Linked DNA regions of Oryctolagus cuniculus: region 2 is linked to region 1. Evidence: chromatin contacts called from public Hi-C data. All regions are on one chromosome and are shown on one strand. Each heading gives the region's core, a stretch centred on a gene start, on an enhancer-like site or on the middle of the called end of the contact. The rest is flanking DNA. Distances are from core to core; before and after follow the strand shown. Region 1 holds the start of TCF4 (transcription factor 4). Region 2 overlaps TCF4 (transcription factor 4).

Region 1 (6,428 bases), core at 2,639-5,138:
TCTCATTTCGTCTCTAGAATGAGAGCAATTGGAAGCAAGACTCTCTCTCTCTCTCTCTCCACTCTCTCTCTCTCTCACTCTCTCTTTCACTCCCTCTCTCTCCAGCATTTATTTCTACCCTAATTGGTCTCCCTCTTCTTCCACGTATGTGGTGGATAATGCACACCTTCCCAGTGTCACACACTGCAAAAAGCAAAGGAATGAATGGAGAAAGTGCAGCAAGCAGAACGGGGGCTGCAAAGCTGCCTAGGGCTACGTTTCCTGGCAAAACTTCCGAAAGCCATTTCTCCAAAAGGGCTAGGAGAGGAGCAGTGGCAGTGGCAGCGGCGGCGGCAGCACCAGCGGCAGCGGCAGCACCAGCGGCAGCAGCAGCAGCAGCATGAAAGAGCCCCACTCAGAAGGCGGTGTGGACTGTATTGGTGTGTTTTGTGCATTCTCTGTATTTTGCTTCACAAATGCATCTTCCATCAAACTCATCTGGCATGAAACGTGAACTAACTCCCCTGCCGTGCTGGAGACTGGGTTTGGGAAAGGGGAGCAAAGGGATGGAGAAGGACCAGAGTCCGGTCGTGACACTCCACAAGTGTGCAGGTCCGCTTTGTGCTGACCTCCAGGCTAGGAAATTGGCAAGAACAGTCCAAAGGCTTCTACAGAAGGTCAGCTCAGCAGATCCAATGGAGTTTTCAGAATCCCAGGGAGAGGAGTTAGGAGGACTACACACAGTCCCTACTCACCCCAAGGCACCATCAGTTAAAACTTTAAACAGACAACTGAGGCTCCTGTTTTCCACTTCCAGAAAATAATAAAACAACTAGTAGTACGCAAAGTACTGGTATGCTCAGAGTTCAGATACGGCCAAGTTTTAGGGGTGTCTGGTTTTTCCTTTCCACTGGGGTGAGACTCCATTATTTTGGGCCATCAGTGGGTAGGGAATTCAAGGCAGGTAATTAAAGACTGGGGGGGGGGGGGGGAGCCTGAATCTTGAATCACACCCAAAAAATTTAGTTAAAAACTTGTCAAAAGACCTTCGTATTTACCAAGGATTCAGTCCATTAAAAATTACACTGTCCTTTAGACGACTACTGGTTTCTAGCTGAAGTGTTTGGGTGTTTTGAGTTTCCACCAATCTTTCTTACCGCACTGAAATCCAGTAAATCACTCAGCTCTTTGTCCGTCCCTAAGGCAGCCATTCGCTGTTGGTGATGCATTTTAGCAAAATCACACAAACCTAGAAACATGGAAATAACCGCAATCAGAAAATCCAGTCCCAATCCTTGGAGAAAACACAATCGGATTTTTGGAGACTGGGGTGTGGGGGGTGGGAGATGTAGGGGCGGGTGGGATTAAGGTGGTGGGAGGGGGGAGGGATGGGAGAGTTGTTGCTGGGTTTTGTTTTTGTTTTAAGATGGAACAGGCAGCAATAGCAAAAAAAAAAAAAAAAAAAAAGCGATACTGTATTTCCAAAGAGACGATCAAACTGGTAACATCCACTAGAAAACCAAATCCAGGAAGGGAAAAAAAAAAAAAAAAAAAAAGAAAGAAAGAAAGAAAAGAAAGAAAGCCGCTCGTGAGCGCATCCTTTTATGCAACAGGAGGTAGAGCGAGAAATGAATGGATCCCAGAGCAAAGAGAAACTACTCGGGACGGCCCGGGCTCAACTTTCCCCCACCCGCACCCCACCCCCCGGCACTGCTGGCGCTCGCACCCCGCGCGCCGCTCCCCTGCGCGTCTCCAAGTCGCTCCGAAGAAATTGCGGACGAGCGTCCCCGCGGGGCGAGCACGTCCCCAGGGGGAGGGGTGACAGGGCCGGCGGCGGGGGCGGGCGGAGCGCAGGCTCGGGTCCCCCCCGTCGTCCAGCACCCTCATTTGTGAAAGAAAGGGCTGTAAAAAATTAAAGTCAGGCCCTTGGCAAAGTCCTCGGCCCCCCGCGAGTGGGCACCGCCGGGGAGGGGGGCGGGGGCGGCGGCGCGGGGGCGGGAGGGGAAGGGGAGTCTCTGCCCGGCGCGCCGGGAGCCGGGCGCCCGCGGCGCGGGAGGCGCGGAGCCGCGTGGGGGCCGCCGAGCCCGCGCCCGAGCCCCGCGCCGCCCCGGGCATCCGCCCGCCGAGCCCGGCCGGCGCCCGTACCTACCGGCCGCGCGCGAGAAGGGGCTCCCGGTGCACCGCCGGCGCCGCGGCGGCGTTCATGTCTGAGCCCGCCCGGCCGCTGCGCCCGCTCGCCGGCTCCCGCGCCTCCGCCGCCGCCGCCACTACCGATCCGCGCGCGCACAGCCAAGATCCCTGACTCTTAACACCAACTCTCTTCTCCGGGGAGGGGAGGGGACGAGCGCAGGGGGGGAGGGGGAAACACGCCGAGGCGCACGGAATTGCAAGTTCAGCAAAGAAATGGGTGGGGGGGCTCCGGCGGGGCGACGCGGGCTCGCTCGGGGTCCGGACGCGGCCCCCCACCCCCGGGGCCGGGGGGCGGCTCAGCGCCTCCCCCGCCTCGCCAAAAAACACGAACGAAAATTCGCGGAGCACCTCATTTTTCGGTTACGGTCTGCAGCCTGCCCAGGTCGGCGCTGGCCCGTTCCATCCCTCGGAGCCACTTTGAAATGTGTTCGAGTTCACATCCCGCCCTCGCCCCCACTCCCGTCCCCTCGCGCTCGCACGGCCACACACGGCAAAGCAAGTTTATACCAGGCTGCGATACACGTGATGCGAAAAGACTTTGCCAAGAGCAACCGTATTTTCCCTTTCCACAGAGAAACCCAGCCGCATTTGGCCGGGGAGACCTCCGTCCGGGTAGTTCTGCGTCGGGGGCGAGCCCTGCATTGCCCACTCTATTCCCCCTCCCTTTGGACTCACAGAATAGTACGGCTAAAAACTTCGCAAGAAGAGGAAAAAAAAAAAAAGGCAATTTGGGGGGATGGATGTTGTTTTGTTTTCACACTTGAGTTCCTAGGCACGCGAAGTCCCCATTCGCCCGCGCTGTTTTTTAATTCCACATTTCACATCATAGGCCCTGCATGCTCCTAAAACATACTTTTCCACATCACTTTTCAGGATAAAAATCCAGCTTCACCGTCCTATCGTCTGGTAGTAACAAGCGTGCTTTATCCAGCCTAGGCAACATAGTTATTCCAACGTGTGCTAGCACACTCCACACACCCTGGAATCGCTAGAGGAGCGAGCACACACACAAGATGCATGCACACACTTTTTCCCACTGGCGATTATTCCATAGGTTGTTCCTTTTGTTTTCATAAAACACTGGGATCGACATTTTAAAAATTCAATTCAATTACAAACAGTTTACTCTGACAGCAAATAGTAACGTTACCTTAAGTGGCCACAAATATGTTCACAATATTCCAAGGAAAAAGACTTTAAAAAGAGAGACAAAAATCTTCTGCAAGTACTTAGTATCTCACATGTGTATCCCCCAAAAAAGTATTTTAACTGGTACTCAGTCCTGCTCCAGGGATATCCACAGATTACAGGATCATGCACCTGGCTCTGCTTTTTGCATTTTCCACCATAAAACTGCAACAAAATGCCCTCCCCAAAAAAAGAATTCATTAAAAAAAATCCAACAACTTTTTCTTATGGTTTATAAAAAAAAATCAACACTGGGTAGTTAGAATTGTTCCTCAAACAAATCTCGTTGGTGGGTGTTTTTTCTTCTCCTCTTAGAAAGTCTTAAACTTGCTCCAAGTTTAGAGGTGTCTCATCATCATCCTCCTCCTCCTCCTCATCACCATTGACTCCCCCGTGGAGTCACATTGATAATAATAGGTTTCCCTGAAAGATACATTGTAATCCATTCACATCCGGGCACTGCGGGCTTATAAAGAGAAGGCGCTGCGGCCGCGGCTGCTCCTCCAGACAATGACTGGGGAGGGGCGGGGCGGGAGCGGGCGACCATAGAGTGGTAAACAGATGGCCTAGAGAGGCCGCCAAGATGGCGGCGCGCGCCGGCCACGCCTCCTCCGGGAGCGCCGGCGGGCGACGGGGTCCGTCGCGCGTGGAGCGGCGCAGAGAGTGCTCGGTGCCGGCGTCGACGGCCGGCCTGGCCCTCCTGCGCGCGCTTCGTGCTGCTCCGGTTCCTTGGCCGTCCCTGCTCTTTGACACGAAAGTGTAGTTCCTGAATAAATACACGAATTAAACTCCACAGACTTAACGCGGGGGAATCAAATCCCCCGACCCCCCCCAACCTGAGGAAGGCTCGGAAGAGGCCGCGGCGGCCTCCCCAACCGCAAACCCGAGCCCGGGATCTTCTGCGGTGTGGAGCGGGTTCCGTGGCGAGGCTCGAGCGGCAAGGGGTCCCTCCCGGCCGCCGCCGCCCCCGCCCCCACTTTCTATAGGCGTGAGAACTTGGTCAGTCCGGGAAGTGGTCACTTGGAGAAGACATTGATTGATTGCTTTGTACACTCAGATCGACTTTATACCACAAGGCATGACTGACTCAACTGACAGTTCTGGCCAAGCAGTTACCTTCTGGAGGTTGTTTTCTGGTCAGACGCAAATAGCAAAGCCCACTTTACGAATTTTGCACAGGACGTGGATAACGCTGGAATCACTTCAGTATTTACAGGCATACCCTGCGGCGCAGTGGTTAAGCCACTGCCGGCGACGTGGACATCCCATTTCAGAGCACTTCCCAACACTGGCTGCTCCACTTCCGACCCAGCTCCCTGCTGAGGCTCCTGGGAAAGCAGCCAAGATGGTCCAGAGACCCAGATGGAGTTGCTGGTTGCTGGTTTGGGCTTGTCCTGCCCCTTCCGTTGGGGCCCTGTAGGGAGTGAACCACAGCTGGGCTCACGCTCTCTGTCGAGGAAATAAGCAAACCTTGAACACCAAAACAAAAGGCCGTGGTTGTGGGGCAGTGGGTTAAGCTACCACTTCTAATACAGCTCCTTACTAATGCTCCTGGGAAGGCAGCCACAGAAGACTCAACTACTTGGGCCCCAATAGCAATGTGGGAAACTGGGATGGAGGGCCAGGCTTCTATCTTGGGTTGTCCCAAACCCATCCTTTGAAGCCATTCGTGGAGTGAACCAGCCGGTGGAAGATATTTGTGTCTCCTTGACTTTCTAACTCTGCTTTTCAAATAAATAAATCTTTAAAAATAAAAAAATAAAACTTTAAAACTTGCCACTTACTAAAAAATAGATTTCTTTCCATCTCTAACAGTTTGATGAACTAATATCTCTAATCTAGCCAACAGAACTTTAAATGGAGGATTCCTTATTTTAATAGAACAGTCTTTACGTCTCCCAACAGGAAAAAGCCAGTGATAACAAGTAACAGAGAGTGTGTTTCATGTGTGCCAAACATTGTGCTAAGAATTTCATAAATATTGGCCATTTTAATCCTGAGAATGACTCTGTGAAGGGGGTAACTACTCTCTTAACATTAAGAAAAACAGAACCAAGTAAAATGGAGTAGCTTGACCCAAGGCAGCAGTTTAGTAACTGAGACAAACTTGCTGAAGTCACAACCATCACTATTATGAAGGAGCCCATCTCTGAAACCAGGCAGTCTGTCATCAGAGTCCACTTTAACTTCCACGTTCCTTCATGCCATCTGTCAATGGGAACATCCTAATCTCCAATTATGTCAAAAATGTGTGGCAATAACAGTTGAGATCAATTTTCAGGATCTTTTCTTTATGTGTAAGTTTTTACAGAAAAAGAATTAGGGCATTTGCAGATTGTTTTCCTCTCCATTCACACGTTGTGAAGATTCCATGTTCTCATCTTAAAATAGTATTTTACATTTAGGTACCACTTGACTCCGTGTTATCACAAGCATTATCTGTGGTTCTCCACATAAAACCTCTCTGCAGACCCTACTAAAATGATGTGATGAAAAGATCACAAATGTTGGCTTGAGAGAAAAGTTCCCTTGGCTCTACCTCTAATCAGCTCTGTGACCTAAGGCTCAATGTCAATGACTTTTGCTGTAAAATGCAGAGTATAGATTAGATAATCCCATGAAGTCCCTTTTCACTTTTAGGTTTTTAAGATTCCCCCTTCCTCTGAATTTCAAAGGCAATAAATGATTCTACAGAGAAATCAGTGGTAGGATCAGGTTTTGGGTCTAAGGATTCCCAATTACCAGTCTAGTAACTTTTTACTCAATGACTGATTTTTTGACCCCACAATCAGCCATGTAACTACACTTCTCTTTTAAATTAAGGAATAAATGTGGGCTTTGTTCTTTTCTTGAGCTGTCAGAGAATAGATACTTTCTAATATACATGTGGGGACTGGAGGCTTTTTAGAGAGCCTTAAAAGGACCCTGTGAAATTTAAATTAAAAAAAAAAAGTACCAGATATGTTTTGGAGTGCCTTGTTTCATCTACAGATTCCCCTGCCTTGTAACCTGCCTGGATGCTGACAGAGAGGTATGCCCCAGTCAGCTGGGGCTGCTGTAACAGAACACCA
Region 2 (6,428 bases), core at 1,395-3,894, 370 kb before region 1:
TTTGAGACATCACCCTCAAAACACATTCAAGAGCATCACTTAGTCGTGCAGGGCATAAATCTTAATGATCGTGGTTCTGCTGCCATTCCTAAAAGCCTACATGTGAGCAGTGAGCATCCCAAGGGCAGGGACTGGCTGTGGGTCACAGGCTAGTACAGTGATACCGAAGTGAGCAACCAGATGCTTCCTAAATAGCAAAGAATGGCACATATCACATGACATGCATCTGTGAGATGACATCTGAAATCTAAAATGTGATATTGTCAAACACACCTTGGGTGTGTTTCCATCCAATAATAAACATTTCATTTAATTCAACAAATGCTGCTTGAGTGTCTCAATATACAAGGCACTATTTAGGCATTTTCAAGGAAAAACTAAAGAAGAGAGACACCTAATATTCTACAGGTACTTACATTTAATGATGGGATGATATAATTTCTACAGAGGATAAAATAAGATGAATGCCACAAAGAATACAAGGTTATGTAGGGTATGAAAGGGTGATGAAATTATATTTGATTGGGAAGCCAAAGACTGCTACAGGAAGAAGGTGGCATTTTTACATAAAGAAGCAGAGAGACTTTTCATTTGCAACATCTGGAGCCAGGCTGGGCCAACATCAGGATGCAAGCCCTCAATCCAGGCTTCACATGTGGGTCACAGGGACAAGTACTTGGGCCATGACTTGCTGCCTCCCAGGGTGCAAATTAACAGGAAGCTAGATTGGAAGCAGAGCTAGAAGTTGAACCTAGACACTCGGGTATGGGATATGAATATTCCAAGCAGCATCCCGACCACTTCACCAAATATGCACTCCTAGATGCATATTTTAAAAATTGACATATAACACTAATAAACATCTCAATTGCAAATGAAAATTTGTTTTTCCATCAATAAGTAGCATTCTTTAAGTAACTGTGTGTGTATGAAGACACAAGCAGCTAAGGACTATGTACTAACATGTGTTTCCATGTTGTCAGAATACATATTTCTGACCAAATGTAGATTTTGGAAAAGCCCTTTATAAATCTCAATGGCTTTCCTACAAAGTGAACAACACAGGGCGCTGTGGACACAAATGGTACCTCACTGTATGTGTGCATTACTGGCCCCAATGATTCACTCTTATTTAACTGCAGTGAAGTCTTTCATCTCCCTGCTATACAATAATAGCTTCCATATGACCAGTGGCTCTGCTATAAATAAGATCAAAAGCAAAAGAAAGGATTTAATAAAAGAAAATGACATTAAGAGTATCATTAAATCAGGGGGAAAACCCCCAATATCCAACTTTTCTTTTGGGGGGGATACGGAAAGGTGCAATAAAATATTATAGAGTAGGAAGCAGCTCCTGCATCTCCTGCAGACATTCACAGCAATAGGCACAGACCAAGCCCATGTGAGTAAGCCTCAGAGTGGCAGAGACCAAGCAGGATGGAGGAGTAGGGGCAGAACGTCCCCCCAAGGCTCAGGCTGAAGGACAGGTAACACACCGAACAGCAAGGTCCACCTTGGGAAGAACAGAGTGGAGTGTGTCAATGGCAAGCATCCATCCCTTTCTTCGCTCCCCTCTGTTTTACTTAATGGAGATAGACTTTTGGGTAATCCAGGGTTTCTCAGAGAATCATAACATTGCTCAACTCTAGGACATGAGTTCTGAGAAAGGAAGTTTTTTTTGGCAGTGCACAGTTACTTGATATGAAGAGCCAACTTCCCAAACAAATTTTCTTCTGGTTCTTAAAAAAAAAATTGCAATGTTAATCTCGATTCCCGACTGGATAAACAGCTGCTAATAACCTCCAGCTCCCGGGGGAGGAGGCTAACCTCCTTTCATCTTCAGACGAGTGGATACCTGACGTGCACTGCACTTTAGTGCTTCCACATGTTTCTTGCACTGCTTTTCTCAGAACTGCTTGGGGACCGGTCTTGCCAAGTCACAGTTCTTTTCTCCCTTTTCCTTAGACTGCATTGAAGAGCTCGGAAGACACGGTCAGCTGAGGCCCTATTTAGTTGAAAGGGTAGCTCTCGTTCTCTTCCTGTTGTTATGTCTAAAGAGGAAATGCAAGCAATTCTAATCTCCCAAGAAGACCAGTGCGTGGACCCTCAGCTGGAAGCTTTGTGAGGGGAATGACCATTTTGCTTTGTTTTGTATGTGGCTAAGCTCGCATTCAAGGGCTGACAATGATCAAAGATACCAATTTCTAACAGCATTGCTAATGCAATTACTTATATCGGTGTCTGTCCTAAATAAAGGTGCAAGCGTCAATACCTTTTTTTCTAAAAGGAAGTACCCTGTAGAAGACTACAGGGCTGATGGGCCCCTTGAGTCCTTTCTCACTTGTTCAAGAGCACCTGCTTTAACAGTGACCTCAGTTCTGCATCTCAAGATTCAGATATTTCACAAAACAGCTTTTTAAACAAAACCCAGCTGTTTCCCATCTAGACTACAGGGGGAAAATTTGGGCAGCTTACAGAAACATTACCCAGAGACTACCATTCTCCAATAACTTTCACACACTTTCAGTTCCAAACGAGACCCGTCCATGTGCAGAAGCTGGGGAGAAGGCAAATGCAAAATTAAAATGTGGAAATTCAATACTGTAGTTTTTGACAATATGTCCAATTAAGTGCTTTGAAACGAATGTGGCTATTGTATCAGGACAATGCTTCCCCCAAGATGTCACTTAACTAATACCGGCCAGATCTTTTGGTTAAACTCAACTTTGCAGTTCTGCAATGATTTATGGAGACAGAGGAAGCTATAATTACGTACAACTGTGAATGTCAACCAGTTAGATACAGAAAGCCCTCGTGCTACAGAAAATGTGATACTCTATCTTTCAACCCTCACTTCTGAGGCTGCCCCGCCTGAATCCTCTTTTTAGGACGAGTCCAGTTTACACTCGTGCTTTCTAAGCAATTAAGATATTTTTGATTTGAAGAATTTACAGCCACAATAAAAGTTAAAATAACACAACGGCCACAGAATCTGAAAAAAATACAAAATGGCCAAGGCCTAATCTTGGCTTTTAAACAGTGCCAAGTTGCTCCAGTATTTTCTGTTTTGGTATGAATGACATAACTGAATTACTTCATGAGCTGCTACTTTAATTCCTAAGGGTGGAAAATTCCATGAGTTAATTTAATTTGGACATAAAAAATACACACGAAGACTCGCTCTTCCTGTGGACTCTCATGTGCAATATCCGAGCCAATTGCTGGAACTGCGGTGCTGTGGAGGAGTGGCTTTCTCCCAGTGCAGCCTTAGCTGGGAGCTGCGACAGACAGACTCATCAGGCACATCTCTTACTTCTATTTGGGCACATTACAGCCTTTATTTTCATTTTTTTTTTAAATCATGTTTATTCTATGGCTCTGCAATGCCTTTTCTATGTATCTCTTACTGCTGAAATTCTACATAGACACTAATAGAAGGTCAATGATACAATGACACATTCTCTAAGAAGCTTTTCCTAGCTGTCTGAATCACTGGTTAGGTCACTGAGTAATTCTCTTGCATTATAATTAGACATATACTGTACTATTACCCGACCAGGATAAAAGGCCTATAAGATGAGAGACTTTTTCTTGCACATTTATGCATCTGTGATGGTCTCGGAAGTATAGCAGATGCAGAATGAGTGACTGAACACATGTGCATTTTCTAATACATACAATACTCTTCTCCCTCGAAAATCTACTATATTGAGAAAACAAATCTATTATACAGAGAAAACAAAGGGAATATTACATTTTTTAAATGCAAGGGTTATGCCTATTCCAAGCCATGAGAAGTTTATTATTGGGTCTTTGCATCCAATAAAAATTCAGTTAAAAAAATGATTACCAGGGTATTACAAATGTATCTGCTTATCCCTCCCTCAATGTAGGAAGAAAACAATACAGAAATATTATGTAGTTATTCTTGGAGGGGTCTGTTTCAAATATGTATTTTATGCATATATTTTATTTTTATTTTTTAAAGATTTATTTATTTATTTGAAAGGCAGAGTTACAGAGAGGCAGAGACGTCTTCCATCTGCTGGTTCACTCCCCAGATGACTGCAACGGCTGGAGCTGGGCTATCCAAAGCCGGGAGCCAGGAGCTTCTTCCAGGTCTCCCATGTGGATGGGGACCCAAGTACTCCAATCATCCTCTTCTGCTTTCCCAGGCTACACTAGAGAGCTGGATTAGCAGTGGAGCAGCTGGGACTCGAACCAGAGTCCATATGGGATGCTGGCACTGCAGGCAGCAGCTTTACCTGCTATGCCACAGTGCCAGCCCCTCTATGTATATATTTTAAAATTAGGAAAACAAGGTTTTTCTTATTCATTCATTTAAAGTTCATGGCTCCAGGATACTGAATACGTACTTTAGTGGGGAAAATGAGAAAACTGGCATACAGAGACTAAGGCTTGGGGGTAGACACCCAAGGCAGATTGACTGTTTCTCTGTCACATGGCCAGAATGTAGAGCCAATAGGTAGAGGGGGTGGGGAAGGAGATGGGGATACATCCAGCTGAGGCCCACTGATGTGAGATCTGGGTGTGCATGGTGTCCTAACCACTTAACTCAGGGGCTGTGCTGAGCGTCACTACTACCACTGTCTTCAAAACATTTTGATTTTTTCTTTAAAATAATGCTAAAGTATCAAATTGGCTAAAACAGTTTCCCTCTATTTTTTTCTTTAAGTTTTCTGTTTTTTTAAAAAAAGGTACAATATTAGTATGAATGAAAAACTTTGAGTTGAGGTTGCTAATGCTCTTATAAATATTTGATAGGGGCTGGCATTGCGACATAGCAGGTGAAGCTGCTGCCCTTGATGCCTGCATCCCATATGGGTGTTAGTTCGAATCCTAGCTGTTCCATGTTTGATCCAGCTCCCTGCTAATGACCTGGGAAAAGCAGCGGGAGTCAGCCCAAATTTTTGGGCCACGGCCACCCACCTGGGAGACCAAGAAGGAGCTCCTGGCTTCAGCCTGGTGCAGCTCTGGCTGCTACGGCCATCTGGGAAGTGAACGCTCACTCTCTTTCTCCCTGTCTCTCTCCTCTCTCTGTAACTCTTTCAAATAAATAAATAGATCTTTAAAAGAGAAAAATATCTGATAATTGAGGAGATTAGCAATTAGGATAATTGAAGAGATGGTGGACAAGAAATAGGCAACTATCCTAATTTAAAAAAAAAAAATCCCACCAATATAGTAGGCATTGTAATATGATGCTGAGGACTAAGATCTGGAGTGAAATTCTACCCTTCAGGCTATTTAAGAGTTCTGGAGTCCAGCACAGTGGCTTAGTAGGTAAAGCCGCTGCCTGCAGTGCTGACATCCCATACTGGTGCTGGCTAGATTCCTGGCTGCCCCACTTCCCACCCAGCTCCCTGCTAATGCACCTGGGAATGCCTAGTGCTTAGGCACCTGCACCAATGTGGGGGACCCGGAAGAAGCTCCTGGCTCCTGGCTTCGGTTCGGCCCAGCTTCAGCTGTTGTGGCCATTTGGGGTATGAAGCAGTGGAATGTCTGTGGTGCTGAGCATCATGGCTCAACATTTTCATTACTGGCTTTGATGTGGACATGACTGGCACCCAGCACATTCGTTAACAACACAGCTGACAGAGGATGTGACGGAATGGGGACCCAGTGTAGACCTTTAGACTAACAGATTGAAATCTGTACCATGAAGTTCAAGGGGGTTATGGGGAATTTCGCACAGGTACAATAAAAAGTGTACAAGGATAGCTGAGAGACTTGTGGTTTATAGATTTTAGCTGATTACAAGGTCAGTATGTCAGCAGAATGATGAGGCTTTAACAACAGCAAATAAGATTTTGTTGGGTGCCCTTAGTGAAGATATAATGTAATGAATGGAGGAAGTAGTATACCCACCCTTATTCACCCTGGAGATTTCTAGAGCACTGTGTTCAGTTTTAGGCTAAACACAATAAAGGTCCTTTGGAGTGGGGAAAACTTTGATAAATTATGCAGAATGTACCAAAAAGTCACAAGGCTCATCATGGAGAGTCAAAACATTTTCTAGGGTCAGTAATTGAAGAAACAGATATTTAGCCCAAAAAAAAAAAAAAAGTGCCCCTGAATATACCATCTTCAGTAGCTCAACGTTTTGCCAGTGTCTGCTGGGTTGGGTTTGGGGGAGAACAATAAGGACTAAGCAGAGAAGCAAACTGGAGCTGGACATATGAAGAATTGTCAAATACCTGATAGAAACAGACTTTCTGGGTGTTTGGAGGGACTCACACCTGCAGGAAGGAGGCTGACAGAAGCTTATTGACTGCTTGGCAGGCAATTTGTAGCGGATTGGGATGGAGATGATCTCGGAGGTCCCTGAGATGTTATAGCAATAACTGCTTAGATATATGTGCTCAAATGCACTTGGCACTCTAGGATGGCATTGCGAATCTGTGGAA

The links. Hi-C and Micro-C count contacts between places; a contact is called where the count stands out from the background.
Region 2: a contact with region 1 is called in a Hi-C map of an unstated tissue, with 2.9 times the contacts expected there. The contact joins the enhancer-like site here to the promoter of TCF4 in region 1. A contact is called at or near these places in 3 of 6 Hi-C or Micro-C datasets (ear pinna, psoas muscle and an unstated tissue).

The regions. Positions count from the first base shown.
Region 1 is chr10:22,698,990-22,705,417 of mOryCun1.1, reverse strand. TCF4 (transcription factor 4) reads right to left here and starts at 3,888. Exons shown (of 19, transcript XM_051851926.2): 1 at 3,320-3,888.
Region 2 is chr10:23,065,532-23,071,959 of mOryCun1.1, reverse strand. All of the region lies in intron 14 of TCF4 (transcription factor 4), which reads right to left. Among named protein-coding and RNA genes, the nearest start is that of CCDC68, 270 kb to the left of the region's middle. Within about 2 kb of position 2,644, at least 3 of the 8 cell types and tissues checked have an H3K27ac peak or open chromatin away from gene starts, as enhancers often do. A contact at or near this core is called in ear pinna, where this site is marked.